Linked DNA regions of Zea mays: regions 2, 3 and 4 are each linked to region 1. A link is a contact called in public Hi-C data. All regions are on one chromosome and are shown on one strand. The core of a region is the stretch at or near the end of the contact, and the rest is flanking DNA. Distances in the headings are between cores, read along the strand shown. Region 1 holds the start of LOC100282927 (RAB5-interacting protein). Region 2 holds the start of LOC107546767 (Putative RING zinc finger domain superfamily protein). Region 3 holds the start of LOC100282059. Region 4 holds the start of LOC100278827.

The links. A called contact is a pair of places that touch in the nucleus more often than the background predicts.
Region 2: a contact with region 1 is called in a Hi-C map of endosperm, with 2.4 times the contacts expected there. The contact joins the promoter of LOC107546767 here to the promoter of LOC100282927 in region 1. A contact is called at or near these places in 5 of 25 Hi-C or Micro-C datasets (ear, endosperm, leaf and 1 more).
Region 3: a contact with region 1 is called in a Hi-C map of tassel, with 4 times the contacts expected there. The contact joins the promoter of LOC100282059 here to the promoter of LOC100282927 in region 1. A contact is called at or near these places in 2 of 25 Hi-C or Micro-C datasets (ear and tassel).
Region 4: a Hi-C map of ear shows a contact between it and region 1, with 2.0 times the contacts expected there. The contact joins the promoter of LOC100278827 here to the promoter of LOC100282927 in region 1. A contact is called at or near these places in 2 of 25 Hi-C or Micro-C datasets (ear and tassel).

Annotation. Positions count from the first base shown.
Region 1 is chr6:46,434,090-46,436,802 of Zm-B73-REFERENCE-NAM-5.0, forward strand. LOC100282927 (RAB5-interacting protein) reads left to right here and starts at 1,317. Exons shown (of 4, transcript NM_001291635.1): 1 at 1,317-1,523; 2 at 1,614-1,717. The coding sequence starts at 1,404.
Region 2 is chr6:46,829,168-46,831,880 of Zm-B73-REFERENCE-NAM-5.0, forward strand. LOC107546767 (Putative RING zinc finger domain superfamily protein) reads right to left here and starts at 1,343. Exons shown (of 1, transcript NM_001322846.1): 1 at 1-1,343. The coding sequence starts at 1,210. The coding sequence ends at 164.
Region 3 is chr6:46,099,253-46,101,965 of Zm-B73-REFERENCE-NAM-5.0, forward strand. LOC100282059 reads right to left here and starts at 1,354. Exons shown (of 2, transcript NM_001154972.2): 1 at 1,253-1,354; 2 at 654-1,109. The coding sequence starts at 1,320. The coding sequence ends at 926. It overlaps LOC103629248 (a long non-coding RNA gene), which reads right to left. Exons shown (of 2, transcript XR_554248.4): 2 at 2,665-2,713.
Region 4 is chr6:46,146,993-46,149,705 of Zm-B73-REFERENCE-NAM-5.0, forward strand. LOC100278827 reads right to left here and starts at 1,317. Exons shown (of 5, transcript NM_001158493.2): 1 at 998-1,317. The coding sequence starts at 1,163.

The DNA of each region.
Region 1 (2,713 bases), core at 67-2,566:
ACTCCTGGCTGGAGGAGTCGTCAAAACTGAAATGAGCTGCAGAGAGCTGATGCAAGCTGGAGAGAGCCGTCAAAAACAGAACCCTGCCAAGACCTAATGCACGCTAGAGAGAGCTCAACAGCCGCACATTCCAAAGCGCCCAGCCAACTCAATGTCATCGTCAGAGAAAGGGATGGGAATGGAGAAGAAGAGCTCAGTTCCAAAAAGCTCCACATCAAACCCAGTTTTCTGCTGCCTAAACCACATCTTCCTTTTAGATAAACCAGGCGAGCATTGTCCATCCTCTTTCTGAATCTAGAGTTCTTCGCACTGCACCAGTGGGATTGCGAAAATGCTAGCGCGTGGTGAGAGATAGCCCTAGCCATTCTAATCCAAGAAAAAGAAAAGCAGTTAGTAACTGGTTCTACTGGTAATGAGTTCTAGGAAGAGGCTGAACAATTATTCGCTCGCTAACTTTATAATGAAACAGGCTCAATTCGACCATTTAGCCATAGAGCAAAACTGATCGAAGAAACCAACATAAGATTGATGAACTCTTCTAGTGAAAACATTCCTCCCTTTATTCCACAAAATGGCAGAGCAGTAAAATGGAATACATGACCAACAAAAATGAACAAGTCCTCAATGAAGCGCACCTCAAGAACTCAGCAATGTGCGGCATTAGAGCCGTACCCTTCCTCCCTGCCACTGCTGCCCTCCGTGGCGAGGTGAGCGATGTTTCCTATGCGCAGGTTGAAGGGCTAGGGTTGGTGGTGGCGAGAAGAATCTCTTTGTGAGTTCACCCGTGACGACGTCGCGGAAGAAGGCGGCGTCGAACGCGAGCTCGCCGGTCGTCTTGCCGGCCCACTTCCTCGCCAGCGCCGGCACGACCGCGTCCTCTAGGTACACGTCGATGGCCGTCTTGACCCTGCGTGGGCGAGCGCTGAGAGCGAGATCTGCGTGGGCGAGCGCTGAGAGCGGTGGAGGACTGGAGGGGATTCTCCTGCTCGGCGGAGGGATCGCTGATGGCTTGGGGATTGCATCGCGGGGTGGGTGGAGGGGCGACATTCGCGGGGACGGGCGCGGGCATGCCGGGGGTGGGGGGGGGAGGCGGAGCCACGAAAATGGTCTACACTATGCTCTTAATAGTTGTAGAGATGACGACTCGACTAATTATATGGTTTTACTAAAGCCACTCTTATAAAAGCGGGTTAAAAAATTGAGATGTATGGCGGTGACCACTTAAGCGTGGTGGCTTCTGAGTTTTGCCTCGATTTCGATTCTTTCTTTTTCCCCCACGTGCGCCGCCGCGACCTTCCTCGATCCCATCTCCCAACGCCCCCGCCTCGCCTCGGGATCCCGCCGCCGCTCCATCTGCCTTTGCTCCCCCACCCGCAGGCAGCGAGCGACAGCGACGGCGAGGGATGGCCAAGGCCAGGTCGTTGGCGAAGCAGAAGCAGGCGCAGCAATCAAACGGCGGCGGCGGCCACGCGCTGTCCTCCAAGCTCGCCCGGTACCTCGACCCGGAGGCCTCCTTGGACAAGGTACGCCCCGCCCGCCCCTCCTCTTGCGCGCGCGCGGCGCCGGGTAACTGCTCCTGTGCTGACGCTCCCGTCTCGGCCTGGCTCTTGCAGGACCAACTGCTGGACGCGGTGCACTGGATCCGCCAGGCGGTGGGGCTCATATGCGGCCTGCTCTGGGGAGCCGTCCCCCTCGTCGGCGCCGTCTGGATCGCACTGTCAGTTCCTACCTCCCCCTAACCCTCCGTCCCTCCCATCTTCTCGTCCTCCCTCGGCCTTGCCTTGTAGATCTGTAGCTCCCCCTTCGCGCGCATAAGCGAGATCGAGCTCTTTCTTATACGGTGTACATATACATGCGTACCCTTTGTAATTTGTTACAAGATAGATACCAGATCGAGTTTACGGCTGCTCAGGGACGTTGCGTCATGGCGTGGTCACTGTTAAATTGATAGCGCTTGTGCGATTGGAATCCATGAGACTGGCCGGTTTCTCAATTTTGTTGGTTGGCTAAGGGAGTCAGGGAGACAGGGACAATTTCACAACTGCTACGAGCGGTCAGATCTGTTGTTAGACCCTTGTGTTTACTTGTGAGTTTGGGGTCTGATACTCCGATTAGCTAGTTAGTGGTCTGATTAGCTGCACACTAGCTGAATTTTCCAGTTACTACCTCTGTAAAACAGTGCATTTACTTTGCCTTTTCTTTTGTCAACACCCAAAATCCTAATTCCTGCTCAATGGTACTACTGGGTCACAATTGTGTCAATATGTAGCTGCTTACTTCAACGATACAGTTTTGGCGGGTCTTCTTTGATGAGTGTATCCTATCGTGCTCTAGAGTCTAGACTATCTTCGGGCCATAATGTAAATACATGGTTTTCTATAATGAGTCTTGGTTGGGACTGAGTGTACAATACTTTAAGGCCTTGTTCGGTTATTCCCAATACACATGGATTGGATGGGATTGGAAAAAATTCTTAAGAAGTTTGACTTGTTTGGGATTCAAACCCATCCAATCCCACTCAATCCATATGGATTGAGAGCTAACCGAACAAGCCCTAAGGTGGCCTTAGCAAACAGGAAAAGGCTTGCAGAGTAGAACAATTTGGATGATTTTCTGCTAAGTTTTAGATGAATGCTAAGCACACAACGTGCTGCTTGCAATATAAAACGATTTTGTTGCCATGACCTAAATGCCGTAATCCGTTGCTAAAACT
Region 2 (2,713 bases), core at 93-2,592, 400 kb after region 1:
TCCCCTTCCTCTTTTTCTTCTAAGTAGCAGGCAGGAGTAGGAGCAGCAGTATGGTAAACACAATACAAGACGAATGAATTATGAAACAAAAGCAACAAGATTCGCTTCTTGCAGCGTGCTGTACTAGAGACAGGGAGGCAGGCAGCAGGAGTTGGTTCGTCCGTCAACTCTGCACCGTGGCGTCGGCATGCCCGTCCTCGAGCCTCCAGCTGGTGCTCCGGCTCCTGGAGCCATGGCTGAACGCGTCGTTGTTGAGCTCAGGCACGGCGTGGGAGCGCGAGGAGGACGAGGCGTGGCCGCGCCCGAAGCAGGCGAAGACGTTGCGGAGGAAGCGGCGGACGGTGCCCCTGTTCGTGGACGCGGCCTGCCTGGACCCCCACGAGACCCGCCTGGGCGCGCGGCCGCTGTTGAACCCGGCGCCGTCCATCTCCGTGTACACGACGGGGAGCTCCCGCTCCTCGGGCGTCCGCCCGCCGGCGAATCTACCGACCGCGAACCCACCGCCGGGGAGCCTCCAGATGGTGAGCCCGACCGTGGCCTCCTCCTCCTGCTCAAGGGGGATGGCGTCGGTGGGCATCTGGTGGCGGCAGACGGGGCAGGAGTTGCGGAGCGCGAGCCATGGGAGGATGCAGTCGGCGTGGTAGATGTGGGCGCAGGGCATTTCCCTGGCCTCGGCGCCCAGGTGGAAGGCCTCCTTGCAGACGGCGCAGTGCGCGTCGGCGGCGGCGACGGAGACAACGGGCATGGCCTGGACGGCGGCCTTGGACGCCGGCGGCGGGGCGTCGCGGGCGCCGGCCGCCAGCCCGCCGGCGGCCTCGATCTGCGCCAGCTGGTCCAGCAGGCGCTGGAAGCCCGAGCCCATGAGGAAGTCGGACATGGTCTCCGGGAGCGGGCGGAGGCCCGACCCCGCGCCGTCGTCGTACAGGAGCTCGAAGCTGGCGGCGGCGGGCGGGGAGCGACGGAGCACGATGACGGGGTTGAAGGGCGAGGCCGCGCGGGAGTCGGCGGCGTGGTGCGCGCGGGGGCGGCGGAGGTAGGCCGGTCGTGGCGGCGGCGCGCTCATCTCCTCGAGGAAGCCGCCGCCGCAGGAGGGGCAGGCGGGGGAGGAGAGCGGGGAGGCGGCGCGCACGAAGCGGTCGCACTGGTAGCACCAGTAGGAGGAGGAGGCCGTTGGAAGGCGTGTGGGGGAAGGGGAGGAAGGCATCGCCATCGGAAGGCGGGCTCAGATCTGGGATACTTTCAGCTCCAGGCGGCGGCGGCGGAGGCGGAGGAAGGGTTGGTGGTGGGAGGCGAGACGAAGGGGCCTTGTATTCTCCTCCCCGCCCGCTCTGATTGATTGCTCGGTGTCGGTGGTGGTGGTGGTGTTGTGGAGGAAAGCAGATGTTTTTAACCGGCGGACCGGGCCAAAGGAAGAAAAAAAAAAGGCAAGGCGATGGTAGTTGAGACGAGAAGGCGCCGCGTTGACAGGACGAGACGAGCTTCCTTCCTTGTCCTTCCCTGGAAAAGGCAGGCACACACAACAACACAACACACGCTGGTGTCATGTCACCGTGTGCCTGAGCTGCTTTGACCCTCCGCCCCACGGTCCTCTTCCTTTCCCCTCCGTCCGTTCAACGCGTCGAACTACACTGCTCTGCAATCCGTTCTATATATACTAGCACTGTACTCGCCGATCAGGAGTACTTCAAGGAAACAAACAAACATGTATTTTTTCCAATCTCGTAATTAATGGCTGCACGGAACACGCACATCTGCTACGTACTCCACTCTTAGCATGGGCCAGTAGTCCAGTACATTCTCGATCGAAAGAGACGTGGTGAAACTACGGTATGGCTAGTTGGGCTGCAAGCTCCACGAATGTTGAATTTCGCCCATATAATTGTGACTGCTGGGTCTCTTGGATCGACCATAAGCTCAAACATCTATGTCCTAGACATTTTATTGTACTCTTTCCGTTCTTTTTTATTTATCGTGATTTAGTTCAAAAATAACTAGCAAACATTTTTAAATCAGAGATATTAAAAACTGACGTGGTTTCAAGCGCTCTCCGCGCTCGGCGGGCTTCTGCCCATTGCGTACGCGACGCGTGGTTGTATACAGCCGAAACTGAAATCCTTGTCCAATGCAGTTGTGGGCGCCTAGGCACGGACCCCAAATCCCTCTCCAATCCCGTGAAATTCCTCTCCAATCCCACCGCCTCCACCGTCACTGGCCCGATAAGCCTCGCCTCCTCCCTCTACCTCTCCCTCCCTCCTCCCCGTCGCCATAGCACGCAGCTCTGACGTCCCCGACGCGTCTCTGCTGGTAGCGCGTCGTCCCCTCTGCCGGTTCCCACGCGCCTCTCATCGAATGAGCACAGCCTCCACAAACGTGTGCCACCGCTCTCCACCTCCTCTGCGGCCGCGTAGCCAGGCCGGGGCCACCACGATGCCTCCTCCCCGCTACCGCGCCCTCTCCGCTGACCGCCGCATGCACCACTGCCGAAGACCACGCCTTCGTGCCTACTCCAATCCAGCTGTAAACGCGGACGAGGGCTCTTCCTTGTGAGTTACGATTGGTGCCGTGTTCTCGATCCCTCCTCCATCTCGTGCTACTTCTTCCTCCGACGTTGCTCGCCTCCCTCAGGATCCCATCGCCCCGCTCGCCTTCTCCTCCATCAGCCCGACCAGCCTCGCCTCCACCCTTTGCCTCTCACTTCATTCTCCCGTCGTCG
Region 3 (2,713 bases), core at 104-2,603, 330 kb before region 1:
AACTTTTTCTTTCTGTCTATTCTTTAGGTTCATTCAATTAAAATCACATTAAGAGCTCTCTCACTCTCTCTCTCGCCGAAAAATATTTCCAAGCACATTAAGATACTCATACATTTGTTCTTTTTGGGCTAGTTAGATATCACTACAGGGCTTTGCTGTGTTTTTTTTTATTTTGTAGGTTAATGAAATAATCAATTTAAAAACTAAAAAAAATAACTGTTCAAATTTATTTAAGAAATTGCGTTCTAGTAGGGAAATTGCCGTAGCATTGCCCATTACTATTCCATTATTTCCTTTATAAAGATATCGATATTCTGTTATCTAAAGGGGCGAAGAGAAAAACCCATAACAGTAGCCGGAACTGTAGCTGGTCATGTCGATGCTTCGAATTTCAGGGTACTCTGCATTATGCAACGATCGTTTCAGAGTCTAACTGTGCTGTCCAAGTGGATCAAGGTACTTAGATACTCTCTCTCTCTCTCTCTCTCTTGGCTCAGTTACTTAGATATCATGAGGTTCTCAGGTTTTCTAGCACTGCAAAGATGTTATCAGTTTTTCACCTCAACAGAGTGAGATGCAGAACTGAAGCAAGCAGTGACGCTGACGCATGGGGCCGTCAGAGAGACACACCACAGACAGACACATGTAGATGTAGTAATAACGCAGAAAAACACGCATATAGATCTAATATTAAATCCGGCACGAGACGGACAGGATCGACGGAGGCGGCATCGCCGTCGTGAAGCCGCGAGGACGTTCAGACGAACCCCAGGACCAGGAGACGCAGGCGAGGAGCGAGCGACCATGGATAATGGCGGGTGCAGTTGACAGGATCTTATTTACTGGACGCCGCTATTATATTTATACGCCTCGTCGTCGTCCTCCTCCTCTCGACTCTCGTGCGCCATCGCCGGGCCGGGCCAGCTCAGTTGCAGCTGCAGCAGGAGCAGCCGCAGCTGGTGCCGCACTTGCAGGTGTTGCAGTCGCAGCCGCCGCCCTCGGTGGCCGCCTCGAAGCCGCCGGCGCTGGCCTTGGTGGTCGGCGCGGCGAGGACCGTGGTCTTGACGCTGCTGGTGGCGGCGGTCTCCACGTCAGGGTACATACCGCAGCTGCATGCATATGACCGGATGGATCACTCATATAATCACATGTACACGTTCAGACGCCGCACACACACCAACACCATCATGCGTCGTCTACATACTCGAGCGTCTCTACTCAATTAACACGATGTGAGATTATCTATTATTACCCGTTGCATCCGCTGCCGCAGGAGCAGCTGGAGCCGCACCCGCACTTGCCGCCGCAGCAAGACGACATGATCACAGGCGAAGGGAGGAGGTGTGGTTCTTGCTTGTGCTGCTGCCTTGTTGCTTTTGCTTGTGATGAGAGGATGGCAGGGTGGGGAGAGGGGTATAAATAGGCGGGGGTGACGAATCGGAGTGGAGTGAACGGCGCACGGCAGCCGGTGGCCGGAAAGAATGGATGCGGGCGGGCGAGCCAGGGACCACCCCCCACGGCCCGACCTGCTCTGCTTTGGGAGCAGGAATACGGATAGAGTAGAGAGACACGAGCCTCTCTTTCCCTGATCTTTTTGGTTTTTTTTTGGAGGCAGAGCCAGAGGTAGGACCGTAGGAGCAAGGGGGAAAAGAGAATCTTGCTGCAGTATTTTCACTCTAATTAACTAGTCATTTTTAAAAAAAAATCAAGTTACGGAAGTTCTTTTTAACAAAAAAAACTAGTTTCATGTTTGCATCTCTAGTAGCCTAGTAGGTGGTTTCCATCACATATTTTATCGGTTTGGGTGTGCACAATCCACTATCCTATCTAGGACTAAGGTTGTCTCCATCAATGTCCTCTATATCTATCTTCGATATTCATTTTTTACAGTATGCTTTAAAAGATTTTATTCTCTATATATCCTTCATATACAACATTCTCTAAATCACGTTATCTATATTCAAATACCTATATTAAAGATATTTTTTATTTTTATTTTTTGTACATATGTATTTGTCATACTCTCAGATGTATTATATATATTTTAGTTTTGCTAAACCGGTTATTTAAAGTATTCAAATGGATAGAGGACCGTTTAGGGAAACTCTATATATAGAGAATCCAACAACGTCTTTTAAATTTAGATGACTGTTTAGAAGACATTGCTGAAAAGCGTATATGACTGTTTGATCCTCTAAATTTAGGATAGAGCACCCTTGTTGGAGCCCGTCTAAGAATTCAGAGGTAGGCTTCAGATATATGTCATAATATATGTATGTTAAACCGGTACCATGGCCAAAAACTCTGCATCTGTGCTCTCTGTTCCTACTGGTGATGGTCACCCAGCAGAGAGACGAGAGGTTGCAGCACCTGCTGCTAGAAGAAGAATGCCATAGTGCCATGGATCGATGCCATGCTCTCGTAGAAGTTTACTGCGCCATTCTCTGCCAGTGCCGTCACTGTCGTATGCAGGTTGCCGAATCAGAATCTTTCCACGTCGTCGGGCGACGATTAGATTGCATAAAAGATCGGACCGACATCAGATCAGTGATCATGGACGCGGCCGGCGTTCGTTAATACTCCCTCTATAGCAAATTAGTAATCGTTTTAGTAGGTCTTTTTATGTCTATATTAAAAATAAATAATATTAAATCTAGACACATATACAAAACATACATATTAATTATTGAACGAATTTGTTAAAAGTCTTATA
Region 4 (2,713 bases), core at 67-2,566, 290 kb before region 1:
TGGTGGGATGTTTGATATCAACTGCATTAGAGTGTCTAGAGAAGTTTTGTGAGGGTATCATTCATTGTTATGAGGAGGAGTTCTGTCGTCGACCAAATGTCGCGGATATTCAGCGTCTACTAGCAAAAGCAGAAGAGCGTGGCTTTCCAGGCATGCTAGGAAGTATCGATTGTATGCATTGGCAGTGGAGGAATTGTCCGGTCGCCCATGCCGGTCAATTCACAAGGGGGGATATCAAACATCCCACCATCATCTTAGAAGCTGTTGCATCGTATGATCGGTGGATCTGGCATGCTTTTTTTGGGGTGGCCGGGTCCAACAATGACATTAACGTACTCAATCAGTCGCCATTATTCAAGGATGTCCTTCAAGGTCAAGCACCCATAGTGAACTTCATGGTTAATGGACATGAACACAATATTATGTTGTGTGTTTTCTGAGCGTTGAAATAAATCCGCGTGAATTACTTAATTCTGAAATAGAAAAGCTGATGTGGCTATAGCCTGAGGCTGTAGCCTGCTGCAGCCTGTGCACTGGAGCAGCAGAGGCGAGAGTGGAGGCGAGAGCTGACGTGGCAGGGGCGAGAGGGAGGCTGTGCACTGGACTCAGCCTTACCGCACCTACTAGTACTAGGGTTGTACATATGTAGTGAGTCTTCAGTAACAAAACCAGGTTTTATTTTCTCGCCATTTCAATCATGACTGGATGTAAAATGCAGGCTACAGAAGTGTGCAGACACTCAATAGAGACTGAACGTGAGATATTCAGGCCTGCGCCCCTTGTTTCGCTCGCTGGATTCACTTGCAGAGGCGGAGAGACTGCGGAGACCAGACGATTTTGGGCAGTATCATTCTCTGGAGAGACATGCACGTGAGTACGGCAAAATCGAAACTTTTCCCCCCGTCTAGTAAGGGTTCCTGAATGCAGCAGCATGACTGAAACTGAATACGAATGAAGGGGACGGGGAAGAGGCGGGCGGGCGGACGGACGAACGCACCCCTGTGGAGGCACTCGAAGGTCTCCTCGGCAGCCACCTTGCAGGCGCCGACGGCGCCGATCTTGAGGAAGCCGTCGACGGTGCGGTTGAGGAAGGGGTTTCCCATGTCGATGACGACGTCGATCTTGGGCGACCTGAAGGACCCCGAGAAGCCGCTGCGGGGCATCCTCGACCTACTTTCCTGGCAGTGGCAGGTCAGCTGTGTCTGTGTGACAGTGCCTGAGAACGAGGGTGGAATTGGATCGCCTGGGCTCTCTCACCTCGGAGAAGATAAAGAAGTGGAGATTGGGCGGTGGCCGTGGCTGCAGGGACACGAAATCGGCTGCAATCCCCACGGGCTACGGCCTATTCACCCCTTGTTTGCCACTGCTGCGAGGGGCCACAGGTCATCGTCTCCTCTCGTGTGGCGCGTGCGACTCTCCTTGGCGTTGGAGTGCTGTGCTGTACTGCTGTTGGATCATCAGGCCAGAGCCCAGGGGCCAGGGATACGATACGAACGAGGGATCGTGTTGCATGTGGTCCGTGCAAGCATGGACGGCTCAGAAGGAGCCCGGCTACGTGCAAGCTTTGTGTTGGCAGGTCACACACCCATGTCAGCTAGCATCGTACTCGTCAGGCCAGGGCCGGCTGGGTTTGCTGTCTCACTGTCATATTTTTGTACAACTTTTTTTTCTTCTAAAAGTTAGGAACGTATCGTATGCAAATCAAGTACTTGGTGTAAAACGTGTAAACCAACGTGCTGTTGAAGGTACCAAGAGAGATGGAATGGTTGTTTTAAAAGCTGATTCACGGTGTAAGGGTTCTTTTAAAAAATACATGACTGATGTTGGTCAGTGGTCACCTTTGGTTTCTAAAGGGGACTAAAACACGACACCACAATTAAAGATAACATACCTTTGTTCCGACAATATATTTGTCGATGTTTCGAACTTAACTCCGACAAGTAAATTTGTTTGTGCGTGTTTTAGGTTCCAGGTGATGTGCTCAGTGGGCCCGAGGTTTATACGAGTAGGCAGAATGTCCCTACATCCATTCTTCGGTGGCTCGCGCTACCGACACATATGTTGCTCAATGCTCAAAGTAGGGGTTACAAGCGGGCGAGCAAGGGAAGAAGAGCTCCTAAATCTCTTATGCGCGGCTAGACCTAACGACTACGGGACTAGAACTACTGTGACTGCCTCCACTACGACAAGCACAGGTAGGAAGAGAAAATGCACATCCGATGTCTGGGAGGACACGAATATGATTTTCACCACTGAAAATGGTGTGGAGATAAGATTTTCACCACTGAAAATGGTGTGGAGGTAAGATTTTCCACAAGAAAGAACTTGCTGCTTGTTCTACCATTGACACTAGCCATTTGGCTCGGCATAGGAAAAAATGCAAACGGCTCCATGGACGTACTGGGAACCAATCCATACTTAGATATAATGTTGATGGTAGTGTTTTTCGTTGGGAGTATAGTGCTGAAGTTGCTCGTGTTCAGTTATGTCGTTTGATTGCTAGGTTGGACCTTCCATTATGCTTTGCTGATTGTGATGCATTTGATGACTATATTAAAACTGCCCATAATCCTAGACATTGCAATGTTTCCAGGAAAACTACAACTAGAGATATGGAAAGTATTCTAAAGAAAGACATGCTATAGTTCATGATGTAGTGATTAGGATCTAGATTGACGTTGTATTTGGGATACGTCCCTGCTCTATAGTTGAC